Linked DNA regions of Zea mays: region 1 is linked to region 2. The links are chromatin contacts, called in public Hi-C maps. All regions are on one chromosome and are shown on one strand. The core of a region is the stretch at or near the end of the contact, and the rest is flanking DNA. Distances in the headings are between cores, read along the strand shown.

Region 1 (6,665 bases), core at 2,096-4,595, 260 kb after region 2:
AGACTTTTTTCACGGATCAAGCTCGTTACGAAAAACGATCTAGCACCGCGAAAGGGGCTACTGTTGGGTCTATGCTTCGTCGCCGAAGGTCTTCAAGGGAGAAGCTCAAAAGATACAAAGGTTGACATAGCGCCGAAGCTGTCAAGCAGGAAAGCTTCGGCATGTTTGCAGAAAAAGGAACCGACTTAAAGATGAAAAGGCCATTTAGACCTCGGTAGAGTGCTATAGAATTATCACCAAATGTAAAGGGCATGTATGTAATTTTGTATGGGTCGTACCCCATGCCTATAAATAGGTGAACAGTACCCCCGTGCTGTTCACGCTGACTTGGCATTTGCTTTTGCGTCACACTCGTATTTTCATCTCCTTTCAAGCCGAAGGTACATTTGTAATTCAATATTGTCCCTATTTCTCTATGATAAAATAATAAAGTTAAATGGATAATGTTATATGATCATTCATATTATCTTTTATGTTTCATATGCTTCGTCTTTCATTAATGTATACTGTAATCATGAAGGTTAGTCCTTCATGACCTTCGTCCGGAGATCTTTATATCCTAAGGGAAATAATGCTTCAAAGGACGAAGGACCTTAACGTTTAACATTTTCTGTGTTGCCTTGTTCTTAACTCATAGCATTTGAAAACAAGTCCCCAACATTAACTATGTCATACGCTTCAAAGTTAAACATCTTCGCGACAACTCGTCACTGCATTCATGCTAAGTTGACAATGCATGGCTGGTGGCTGGCTGGGTAGCCAGGAGTACTCCCAGATATATAACCTGCAGCATCATATCCATCCTACCAATTTTTTGCACTGACAGAGAAGTCAAAGAACGATGAACGAGGAGTGCCCGGCATTCTGCGACGAGCTGGAGAAGATCGTCAGGAAGAAAGCAGGGGGCGCGTAGCTAGCTGCAGCAGCCAGCAGCTAGCCAGCCAGCCTAGTGTCCACCAGCACACAGTTCTGGCCGCATGCATTCTGCACTCCTGCGGATCATACGTGTTATCCCATAAGCATGCAGCTGGCTAGCTAATATAAGGCCGGTATTCTAGTTTAATCTGTAACTGTGATTGATGGTGTTCTACCTCTATTTTCGAATATTTGTCGTCTGTCAGTTCATTTCTGAACTAAAACGCGACAAATAAAAAAGAATGAAGAGAGTAGCATGTGTGTTCTGTTGACACAAAGAATATATATGTGACAACTGTGGAAGACTGCAAGCAATATATGTATAGTATTTTCTCTTCCAATAAATTATAAGACGCTTTGAACTTTCTATATACACTGCTTTACTTATATTTCTAGACATTTTTATTATTATGGAAGCAAAAATGTTTTTGCATTTTGCAGTCTCATCTCTCATGCATACATCTATTACAGATCGAGAATTAACTAAACATCCACTATAAAACATGACAACGAGATCATTAGAAAGAATGAATCAAGCGCTATCTAATCTAATATTGGATCTCCATCCATGGCTTGCAAAGATCTCCATAGCTAGGGATGGAAAAAAGTTTGAAGCTCGCGGGTCGACTGTACATTTCTTTATTTTTTATGTTTACCATTAGCAACTAACTGAAAGTATTTAGCGTTAGTATCCCCTTCAAAAAGATGTTTATCTTTCGCACGTTCAAAGAGACAAATTTTATCTTCTCTTAAAATGGTAGTAAGTCTTTGGTCCATATAAATTTTGAGCGCAAGCTCAGTAGATGAAAGCTGGGAAGTCTTAATCTTTTTGTCTAACTCATCAAGTCTAGACATGATGCATATCTAAGTGTATTCCAAAAGCTATGTATATGAAAACATTAAAGTAACTTATAGTTTAAAACTTTTCTGCCTACCAAAAGTACATAGAATATATATGTTTTGCTGCTGAAACATTGTGCCGGGAGAGCAGAAGGGTGAAAAGCGGGCTAGCCTGCTTGTGCATTCTTAAAAAAAGCCCACGGATCCAGGTGGGATTCGGCCCGGCCGCGTTCAAAGCTGCGGCCTGCCGGAGCCGTGCGCGAGCGCCAGCGTTCGTTCACGGCCCGTGGACCAGACCATTCGCCCGCATAAGATGGCCCAGCCCACCTGTCCGATGCTCTCTTTCCGCGCAGTTTCCTTCCCCGACGCCGACCACCCCAACCCCACTACACCAAGAGACGTCAGACGGCGGGACGCGGACGCGGTCCGGTCAACCGGAGAAGACGATGAGACTGCGCTCGACGCGCCGAGTTCCTCCCTACCACGCGTGTGCGACCATTTCCTGGTCTCCCGCACGCGGCGGCGGCCATGGCCGCGCTTTGCAGCCTGCTATGCGTTTGCATGGCGTTGGCGTCATCAGCATCATCCGGTGGCTCAGTTCAATCGACAGGACGAACCATGGCAAGAGAGATAGAGAGAGAAACAAACGTTCGTTCTGGTTTGCAAATTGCAAGGAAAAAAATGCGTAGCCATCTGTACATTTTGCTGTTCGTCCTTCGTCATTCTTCCTAAATAAACGGAAATCTCCGCAAGCTAACAATTAATAACACCGACCTACGCTACGCGCGCGGATGTGCACGGCTAACGCGAGGACAGCATGGTCCTCGCCGCCAACCTCATCCACCGTGACCTACCGCGCTCGGCGATGGTCTCCAGCCTGGGCGACCACGGGCGGCTCCTGCCGGCCCCGACGAGCTGCGCGTAATGCCGCTTCAGCTCGGGCGTGCTGCACAGCTCCGCGGCCTGCTTGGCCGCCGTGTCCTTGTTGGCGCTCGCGTTCGCGCCGGCGTCGCAGGCGGTGATGAGCTTCTCGATGAACTCCGGGAGGACCCTGATGAGCGGGGCGCCGCCGTGGGCGCCCTTGACGTGCTCGAACGGGCACCCCGCGACCGCGAAGATAGGCTGCTGCTTCTTTCTGCCGTGCGATTGCGACAGCGCGGCGAGCGTGGCGGGCGTGAGCGCCTTGAGGCAGGGGAGGCGCGCGGCGGGGAGCACAAAGTAGGTGCGGCCCGGCAGGAGCTCCTCGCCCGGGGACATGGCCGGGATCGGGAGGCCGATGAAGAAGGCGTCGGCGGGGCACACGGCGTAGCCCGTGGCCGGCGGTGGGAGCTCCGCCGCGACGTCACCGGCCGTGACAATGGCGTCGTCGCCGCCGCCCGTGAGCGCCAGCTGCCTCGCCCGCCCGCCCCAGTACACCAGGCGCACCGTCGCGGACGACTCCGGCAGGTGCGGGTTCAGGCACGGCGAGAGAGAGGGGCCGTTGCCCATGTCTGACTGTGTGTAGAATGGAATGACGGATGAGATGATCCTCCACGTGCAAGAAGTGAGCTTGGCTGGCTGCGGATGATGCATGGGAGGAGAGGGGCTATATATATGTCTGTGTGTGTGATTTGGAGGGAGATTGACCAAGCTGGGGCCTGGGAGGGAAGAGATGGATTTGGTGGTGTTTCACGTGCGCGTCGCGTGCCGTGCTGGGTCAGTGGTCAAAGGTGACGGCCATTTTTCTTCTTCCTTGCGAGGACGAAGCTGGTTTGTCGTCGGTGATTGCCGACTTGGAAACAGGTGGAATAAGATGGCTGCCCAGGCTGCCCTCCGTTTTTGGGCTGGGTTGCAAGTGCATTGTTGTCATGGCCAGGCCAGCGGAGAAGGTGATGCGCGTGCGTCACGTTGGTGTTCAGTTAATTTATCGGCTCAGATAATTAGGACCGAACGCTTGCTTAATTACTCACAGGGTGTTTGATACTTTAGAGGGGTGTTTGGTTTCTAGGGTCAAATTTTTAGATGTTGTTTGGTTTCTAAGAACTACTTATTAATCTCTTCATTTTATTTCATTTTAGTTTCTAAATTATTAAATATAAAACTAAAACTTTATTTTAGTTTTCGTATTTAGCAATTTAATGACTAAAGTGGAATAAAATGTAGGGATGAAGGGACTAAAAAAAGTCCCTACAAACCAAACACCCTATTAGTCCGTCCATTTTAGTCCATAGATCATCAAATAAGAAAACTAAAACTCTATTTTAGTTTTAATATTTAAAAATTTAGAGACTAAAATGGAAAAAAAATAAAGGAACTAAAAATTAGTCCCTAGAAATCAAACACCTCCTTAATTATTTTAGACTTTAGAGACTAAACTATAGTCCCCAAAAATTCTACTACTTTTGTCATTTTTTATTTGACGCCAAATAATACAAAATTGAACTATACAAAACCTCAAATAAAAAAATGGAGGGGGTATTTAGGAAGTCTCATTTAGTCACAATGTTTACCAATTTAAGAATTAAAAATGACTAAACTTTCCGCCTTATACGACAAAAATAAAATCGAACAATACAATACATTAATACATACCACTGTTTAGAGCTACGGTTAATTAATCAAACGTTAATTCCGCAGATTAGATGAACGACGACTCAAATTCAACCAAGGAATGGATAAGGAAGGTGTATATTCTACAGAAACCAATCAGGAGATTAGATGAGCGACGACTAAAAGGAGAGACGAATGGTGAGTGCTGTTCCAATCACACCAATCAGCGCAGCCGACGCTAGCTTCCAATTTCCAGAGCAGCTGCGCTGAGCAAAACCGAGTGGAGAATCAGTCCTCGTGGAGCTCCACCGGTAGCTACAAACTTTTTAAAATTTAATCAAATAAAGTTTACTATATTACACGTGCACATTCACTTTCAAGTCTCAGCCAGACAACTCGTGTGTACTACTAGTACACCCATTTGAAAAGTTACACTTGGCTCTAGCTCTTTCTTTTAGGCCAAGTCAGCAACAGAAACCTGGCGGTTCAAATTAAGTCTCCCAAGAACATTTCAAACCCAGGGGGATGTTCAGTAAGTATCCACTAAACTCGGCGCATCACGTGTGCGTGTTCTGTTCATGAATTGTTTTGCTTATCAAATACTTTCCATAGAGAATACCTCATAATAATTTCAAGAAAGTACGGCCACCTACACCAATTTGGTAACTTCTTAAGCATGAGTTATTGGGATAGACCTAATCAACAGTCAATTCACTCAAATGTAGCCCTGCCTTTCCTTTTTGTATTGAATTATAACCAACATGTTTCCTTTTTTATTTGGATTTTCGATTCATCTTTAGTTTCATCGCGCAAAAATAAAAATTTTATCCAATTCCCTTCTAAATATTCCAAAAAAGGAAATTGAGCATTCTCCTATGGGGCGTTTGGATCCCTTTATTTTAGAGGAATTGAAATCCACTCAATAAAGTAACTTATTTAGTTTGAAATTTGACATTCCACAACTTTCCAAAATTCAGATATAAGCTTATCTCAAATTCTTGGAGTGGAGGATGAGAAATAATTTTATGCATTAGTAGAATTTGTTTCTACTCTGTAACTTATATGACACTCTTCGTCTCACTCCTCTATAGTAAAAATGTAGCATATAAATATCTCTGACATTTTGCTAATAATAGTATACAAATATATTTTTCATAAAACCGAATTAGCTTAATTGATATATGTCTAAATTACTATTATTAGAATGGAATTCAATTCTAATGATCCAAATTGGTCCATGTGCCAACATGTTTAGTTTTTTGGATAATGGAAAAGCATGTTCCAGACTTTTACATCAATGATGCATATGGCACCTTATTACAATCAATGTACTCAGGCCCAACACTAACCAAAACATAATATGAAAGCATAGTTTTTCATAGAAAAAACAAACTAAGAAGACTCAATTCTAGCATTGCATCGTCATCCATATGTTGCAAAGATGTCCATTGCCACTGCTTCTATTGCGCGAGAAACATCTTTGATGTCTTGATGCATCAACCTCTAAAATCTGAGCCAATAAGGCCTCTTGAAAATCATCTGCATAATTGAAGGTATCTGTTTTCCATTAAAAACTATATCATTACGACAGAGCTAGATTGACCAAAACATGGTTGCTACCCCTATTAATATTTATTTTTTTGTAAGAAATTCCTTTACTACTTTGCCATGTCCCTATAATATGATTAATACTAATGGGTTTTCTGTATTTAGATCAATAAAAATAATCCTCCAAACTGCTCTAGCCAAATAATAATCGAAAAAGAGATGTTGGATTGTTTCATCTTGGTTACAGAAACTACACTTGGGGCTTCATATCCACCCTCTCCTTTTCAAATTATATTTAGTAAGAATCACTCCTCTTCCTATATACTAAAGGAAAATTTTGACCTTAAAGGGAAGTTTTAGTTTGCACAGCCAGTAAGGTTGATTTGAATTTGGAGTGGTCATTAGAATATTGTACATAGACCAAACCAAGAAATGTCTGGATGCATTCACCTTCTACATAAAGAGATATCTTTCCGCCCCAACATAGATGTTGTCAACCAAAAATCAACAAGTGTTGCCATTCTATCAATCTGACCCCAACAATCGGTATGCGGAAAGTTAAATTTTGCGTTGTCTGTGGTAGCACAACTGCGACTAAGGCATTCTTCCGGCGCATAACATTATATAATTAGAGAATTGCTCCTTGAGTGGTAAACCATTAATCCAAATATCTTCCTAGAACCTAATTTCTTAGACATTACCAACTTGGAGTTGTCCCCTGAAAGTCGCCTAGAGGGGGGGTGAATAGGGCGAAACTGAAATTTACAAATATAAACACAACTACAAGCCGGGTTAGCGTTAGGAATATAATAGAGTCCGCGAGAGAGGGTGCA
Region 2 (6,473 bases), core at 2,632-5,131:
CTGACTCTGCCCCATAGGTCCCACCAGGCGTCGCTATAGGGAGCCTTAGCACCAGAGTAGCTACAGTGACCCATATACCGACTAGATGGAGCGATCCGCCATACCAGGTGTACGACCACGTACGAACCAGGAGACGACGTTAGAAAAGCTATGACAACGAAACTCCCATAAATAATAGGTCACACACTCCTTTGGACGACAAGTCCCATGTAAGAACCCCTGAACTATAAAATGGAGAGGGACATACAACCAAGGGTGGTAGGGGCATTCATCTAGAGTTCTCCACTCCCGCATTCCCACACTTGCACCTGTTGTAACACGTTCTCAGTGAATACTACGATCAACACTACACTGGACTAGGATGCAAAACTGAACCAGTATAAAACTTCTGTTACTACACTGGACTAGGGTGCAAAACTGAACCAGTATAAAACCTCTGTTGGAATCTCTTGATTCACCATTCGGAGTGGGTCCACGCTAGTCTCCCCCACCGAACACAAACTCTATTGTGTCCCCGGTTTTCAAAAGCACGATAAATCTTATATGCAATGGAAGCTCCCTCTATACATTAATTACATTATTTCTTTACGATATTAATCATGTTGGAACCCCGTAACATAATAGGAAAAATCCCATAAATGTCATCGTATTTTATTCTCATCTTTTGTGTGGACATTTAGGGGATAATTTTTGTGTGTATAACATGTGAGTCCAGTAGCAGAAATATAGTATGTTGGGTGATATCGTTTTGCTTCACATACATTGTGCACTCAACTGCAATCTACATATTTATCACGTGCACAACAGAGTAATACAGTATAGTTTTCGAAAACATAGAGCAAAACAATTGTTTTATAGTTTAAAATTTAAATAAAAAACGGAGCAAAGCAGTATAGTTTAGAAGCAAAACAATTGCTACTAATAAGACTTCACAAACATTTGAATCACACAAGCTATCCTAATCTGGTCACATGGATCATTGTCTTCTTATAATATAATTATTTAACTATTTTGTACAGAACTTCATTATATATTAAAGATGTGACATTCGTTTCTATACCAGGAGTCATCATATGTGTAAAACTTGATCCTAGCACACATTTGATTTGTGTCCCGTTTTGGCTCTTAATTCCGGGTGCGACATCAAGTCACCCTCCAACCCTAGCTTCATTTAGAACAGTTGTAAAACAGGCTGAAAAGGGGTGTTTGTTTGAGATTATAATTTGCCCAGATTATATAATTCAACAACTTTTGAACTAACTAAGAGTTAGTAGTTCAAAAGTTGTTGGATTATATAATCTGGACAGATTATAATTCTAAACAAATACCCCTTATAAGACAGCCTTATAAAACAAGAACATCTTGTTACCATCTGAAACTATTTTGTCAACACAAATTGACACGCAACACAAAACCCGTGCAGAATAGTTGGGCAACAACACAGATTCTTCGATTGTGGGACAAAATTCGATGATGACGGACAAGGCACAGCAAGCAAGGACCAGACTAGTTAACAGGATTAGTATCATGTCAACGGCGAGTGATTCCATATGGTTACAAGTTTGCGTTGTAGAATTGGTTCCACGCCTCATTTGTCCCCATAGTAATCAACACAGATGCCGATTGCATCCCCTGTGATTAGCAATAACTAAAATAGTGCACCAACAGTGAGGTACATACAGCTTCATAGCTGCAACAGTCGTGCAGACAGCAGCTGCATTTCTGTGCTGAATCTAAAACAGTGATGAGAAACTAGACTATGTACAACGAGGCGAAAAGCTGCCATGATACAAGGCCACGCTCAAGCTCTTCACAGTGGAAGATTATTTTGTGGCCCAAAGGGCTGCAGTGTTTTTAGCAGCACCATATAGCACTAGGCGGCGGCTTAAGTCACTCATTCACCTGTGGCCCAACCTCCTCGGGCACTACAGGCTCTGGCGATTTTCTCAGCCCCAACCTCTGCAGGTGCTTCAGGTGCTTCTCTGCAGCTGCCTTGTCTGCAGCTTCTCGCTTCTGCGCCCTCTTCGCCCGCCTTCCAGCGACATCCTTGGATACAGACCCCGATCCTGACCCCGAACCAGACACTGACACCGACGCCGAAGAGGATGCGGCTTTCTCTTTCTTCTTCGGAGTCCTGGATGGACCAGCAGCCACATCAGTATTCACTGGCCTCGCCTCTTTCCTGCCTCCCCTGATGTACCCATTGTCACCCCATCTCCTGTTACCAATACGGATGCTTGGGGACCTGTTCATGTAATAAGATTCCTCGTCAAGATCATCTTCGTCATCATCGTATTGGTACTGCTGGTGGAGAAACTCTTCTTCTTCCAGAGCCTCCTCGTGAGCCTCTACGATCAGAGGTTCAAACCAAGCTGCCCTCAGAAGGAGGCAAACACTCTCCTCAAACAGGTAGTCATGTAGGCTGAAGAAAAGAAACAAGCATCAAGCTCACATTCTACCTGAAAATTTTCAGCCACCCTCCCACCATTTCAGATGAACAAGGGGTTACCAGCCGTCGAGAGAGCGGTGCACGCTGAGGAATTCGAATGGATGCTTGCACTGTGGGCAGAGAGGGTTCTCCTTGTAGGATGCCCACCTCAAAATACAGGTCACACTGCATCCAAGAAATGGATTTCAAATATAGTGAACACCAGCTTTTAGTAAAAGAATCGTTACCAGATATAAAAGAGGTAAACCTAAAAACAGAAAAACACTGCTGCAGTTGTTCGGACTGCTGCAGCTGCAATTTATAGAGACAAAATACTGTATAAGCTGCAGCAAACAAAGCATCAGCTGTCATGGATACATCAAGGTGTATGCTGCTTGCTACCTCACACGGATGCGACAGTCAAACCCTATAATTCAATTTAGAGCTGAAAACCAAAAGGGTTGGTGTAACAAGTCAACAACCATTGGGTGTGCAATGTGGTTGGTTGGGCAAAGGGCGAGATGCACATGGCAACTGTGCGAAAGGATAAGTTCGAATTAATTACTAGTACAAGGAAAACACATGAGAGTGCTCCAGAATAAGCTCGCTGATGCTGGTGCCCTCTATTCCTTAGGTCTAAAATGATTGAATCAAACTACTCCATGTGTAAAGGCAATCAAAAGAAAATCAGCCTGCGAATCATAAGGTCAGGGCGTCAGGCTATCCTAGCACATGTGCAGGATGTTCTAAGAATTAGATGTGTAAGACTACAGCAAAGCACTTTTTTTTGGGGGGGGGGGGGGGGGGGGGGGGGGGGGGTGAAAGGTGCCATGTAGTCTCCCAAATCTAGGGATTAGATTGCTATTAGAGGTGGGGAATAACAAACAACCTAGACAAAGAATCGTAATTCCACCGCGCATCAAAGTACGTTATGCTGTAATCATCTGGAGAAAGGGGTAAGGGATATCAGCGAACCAGTAGGCGTGGTCGCAACCCTTGACGAGGGCCGTCTCCTGGAGCGCTATCCTGTCGAGGCAGATGGCGCACACCCCGCAATCCGCCGCCACCCGGTCGCCGCTGCCTGTAGCCACCGCGCCCACCGCCACCTGGCACAGGAGGAAAGGAAAAACGGACGATATGAGATCGAGCGCCGCACCGCGCGAGCAGATCGGGCGGATCCAACCAGGACCGGCAGGCAGGGGAGGAGCCACCCACCTCGCCGACGGAGACGCAGGTGCGGGCGGCGATCGGAACCTCGGAGGAGGAAGAGGAGGACGCGGCGGCGGCGGCGGCGGCCATGGCGGTGGGGATCGGGGAGGGAGGCGAGCGGACGAGGGGTCGGTCGGTGTCGGGGAGGGAGGAGCGGATGTGAGGGCAGGAAGGGGCGCCTTCGCGAACGAACGAGCGCGTCCGGAGAAAAAAGTGTGTGTGTGAGAGAGAGAGGCCGACCGGACGGATCTTCACGTAAGATGCCGCCCGTTTATTCGCTCCGGCTCCGCCCTCCGACACGCGTGAGATGCCGCCCACCGAGATTTTGTTTAGTTTTTAAGTTTTGTTAAAAACTGTTTTAAAAGTAGTAGTAGTAGTAAAAGAGTAAATTTTATATAAAAAAACTAACATGATCGACCGTGTTTTAATCTTTGTAACCTGGTCAAACAAACAGCAGCGATGTAGCAGTCTGTGTGTCTCGTACAGACAGGTACAGTTGCGTACCAAATGACTCGGGCCGGGGCGGCGAGGCCACAGGCCCAACGGACTATGCGTTGCAGCAGTCGTGTCCGTGTGATGCGATGATGTACGCGCTGACATTCACGACGAAGACTGAGCATGTGATGCGTGGTATACCCGTATACTTGGCTCCCAAGCTTGGTACCAGCAGGTGATGCGTGGCCGCGAGTTTTGACTTCTCTTCCGCATTGTTCCTTTGTACCGAATTTTGTACCGAATTGGTGGGTCGAAACGATTCCTAGCCGGATTGCTTCTCTAATTTATATAAATTTTAATTAGCTGGAATGATTCTGGATGTAATCCGACGTAAACGAACAAGGCCTTTAAGTACATGTCCATGCTATACCGGGAAAAAGAGGCAGTGTAGGGCTAGTTTGGCAATCCTATTTTTCTATAGGATTTCTAATTTCCCAAGAAAAAATGAACTAATTTTTTTAGAAAAATAAAAAACCTTGGGAAAATACAGTTTCTAAACTAGCCCTTAGATGTCCTAGCCCACAAGAAATATTTCATTGGAAAATTGATGAGTGAACCTCTACCGAACAATCACGTATCCCTGTCTCTATCTAAGTAATCCATTGCTTTAAACTTTATAAAGTTCATCCAACCAAATCACTCACATGCCTATAATATATACTAAATCTATCAAACAAATTACACCTAGTCTTAACACAACATGAAAGCCAACGCTCCAGATCGCTAAATAACCATCTCTACCTTACTCACTCAAATCTAATGGACAATATTATTTTGATCATCTCTCATTCCTTCCCTCCCCTGCGACCCCGCTGCCCCTAGCCTACCCCTCCCCCTAACTCGTGCCGCCGCCGCCATCGACCCCTTCCCTTCGTGGGATCGTAGCATTAGCACGAGCTATATGATAGTTATCACTATAATGACCAGATTTTGGCCCGGTTTAGGACAACTCTAGCTCAAAAAAATTAGTGGAGTTCGTGGAGCAGGTCATTAGGTGCTCCAGAAAATCATGGAGTTAGGGTTGTGAATAGTTTTTTTAAACTACTCCATGTGTTCCAATTTGAAATCCAATGCTCAACTTAAACAAGACCAGAAAATGGGCAAAACTTGGAAATGGTGAGCTATGTTCGGTTCATAGGTTTGAATAAGTTCAAATTGCCTTTAGAAACATTTCCAAGCACTTTAGATACGCTATAGATGTCATATATTGCAAAAGTGCTTTTGGTGCCCGTTTTGAGTTGAAAAAGGGAGTCTGAGTTGAAGATGAGATAAGGTATGAATCTTTGATTTAGACAAGTTGAACATACTCTAAATATGTTTGTCTAAGTAATATTAAAGCTTCCAAGACCATCCTAATCAAATTGGAGAAGTTTTGGCTGAGAAAGACTTCACCTTAGCTCTCGTACTCGTCTAGTGGAGCCTTGGACCGGTTTACCAGAGAGCTATTCACGCGGGCTCTAATGGCCCGACACACCGGCCCAATCTAGTGGCAAAATAGACCACTTTACTAGAGACGTCTGCCCGCTTCAGTGGCCTTGGTCTGATGCATCGGACCTTATCTACATGGTACTGTTCAGCCTCGGGTGGATTGTAGCTTGCTCCGTTGCTCATGCCCCCAACTTCCTAAGGTTGTCAGTCTCACCCTCGCGAGCTACTAGCTCTAGCCAACCCAGCAGGCCAGCACCAACAGGAGAACATCAGGCCTAGATGATTACCTCTCTAAATCGTTCAAGAAATCGGAAGTATTAAAAGATAAGAGTGTTCGAGTGGTATTGTTGGCGCTGATCCGGGCGCCAATCACTGCGTTGAGAACCGGCGGTGGTGCTCTCTGCACAGGCGCGGACGGTTCGCAGCCAGTGACCGGACGGTCCGCGACCTGGAGCAGGGCTAGAGTTCCCTGCCTGACGGGCCGGACAGTCCGCACGTGCGCAGGGGCAGCGGAGTTCGCCGATGGCGCCTGAATCTCGCTCCTGGGAGGGACCCCATCGAGGAGGAGAGATTCTAGGTGTTGTCTAGGGTCGGCAGGCCACCCTAGACACCTCTAATCGACGTAGAGTCAAAGAGAAGCGAAGAATTTGGGGATTGAGAGGCTAAACTAGAACTACTCCTAATGCATAAGGTAAAAACGAGAGATAAACTGATTATTGATTCGATTGTTGATGTTTATAGAGGAGGGGGCAGGACCCGTTACAAACCAATCTCCCAGGCTAATTCTGTGAATTTAGCTAACAATCATAGCAAGAAACTTAGAACCCTAACTAGCTCTGCGCGCGCGAGGACCGTCCGGTCGACTGTTTTGGTGTCCAACATATGTCCCCTGCCTTTTGGCGGAGCTGAGCGA

Evidence for each region. A called contact is a pair of places that touch in the nucleus more often than the background predicts.
Region 1: a contact with region 2 is called in a Hi-C map of tassel, with 3 times the contacts expected there. The contact joins the promoter of LOC103650721 here to the promoter of LOC100282180 in region 2. A contact is called at or near these places in 2 of 25 Hi-C or Micro-C datasets (bundle sheath and tassel).

What each region holds. Positions count from the first base shown.
Region 1 is chr3:150,141,429-150,148,093 of Zm-B73-REFERENCE-NAM-5.0, forward strand. LOC103650721 reads right to left here and starts at 3,346. Exons shown (of 1, transcript XM_008676287.3): 1 at 2,387-3,346. The coding sequence starts at 3,327. The coding sequence ends at 2,557. LOC103650720 (protein IRON-RELATED TRANSCRIPTION FACTOR 2) reads left to right here. Exons shown (of 3, transcript XM_008676285.3): 3 at 827-1,286. The coding sequence ends at 913.
Region 2 is chr3:149,881,248-149,887,720 of Zm-B73-REFERENCE-NAM-5.0, forward strand. It overlaps LOC100282180, which reads right to left and starts at 3,882. Exons shown (of 4, transcript NM_001155092.2): 1 at 3,644-3,882; 2 at 3,404-3,534; 3 at 2,510-2,614; 4 at 1,373-2,422. The coding sequence starts at 3,727. The coding sequence ends at 1,891.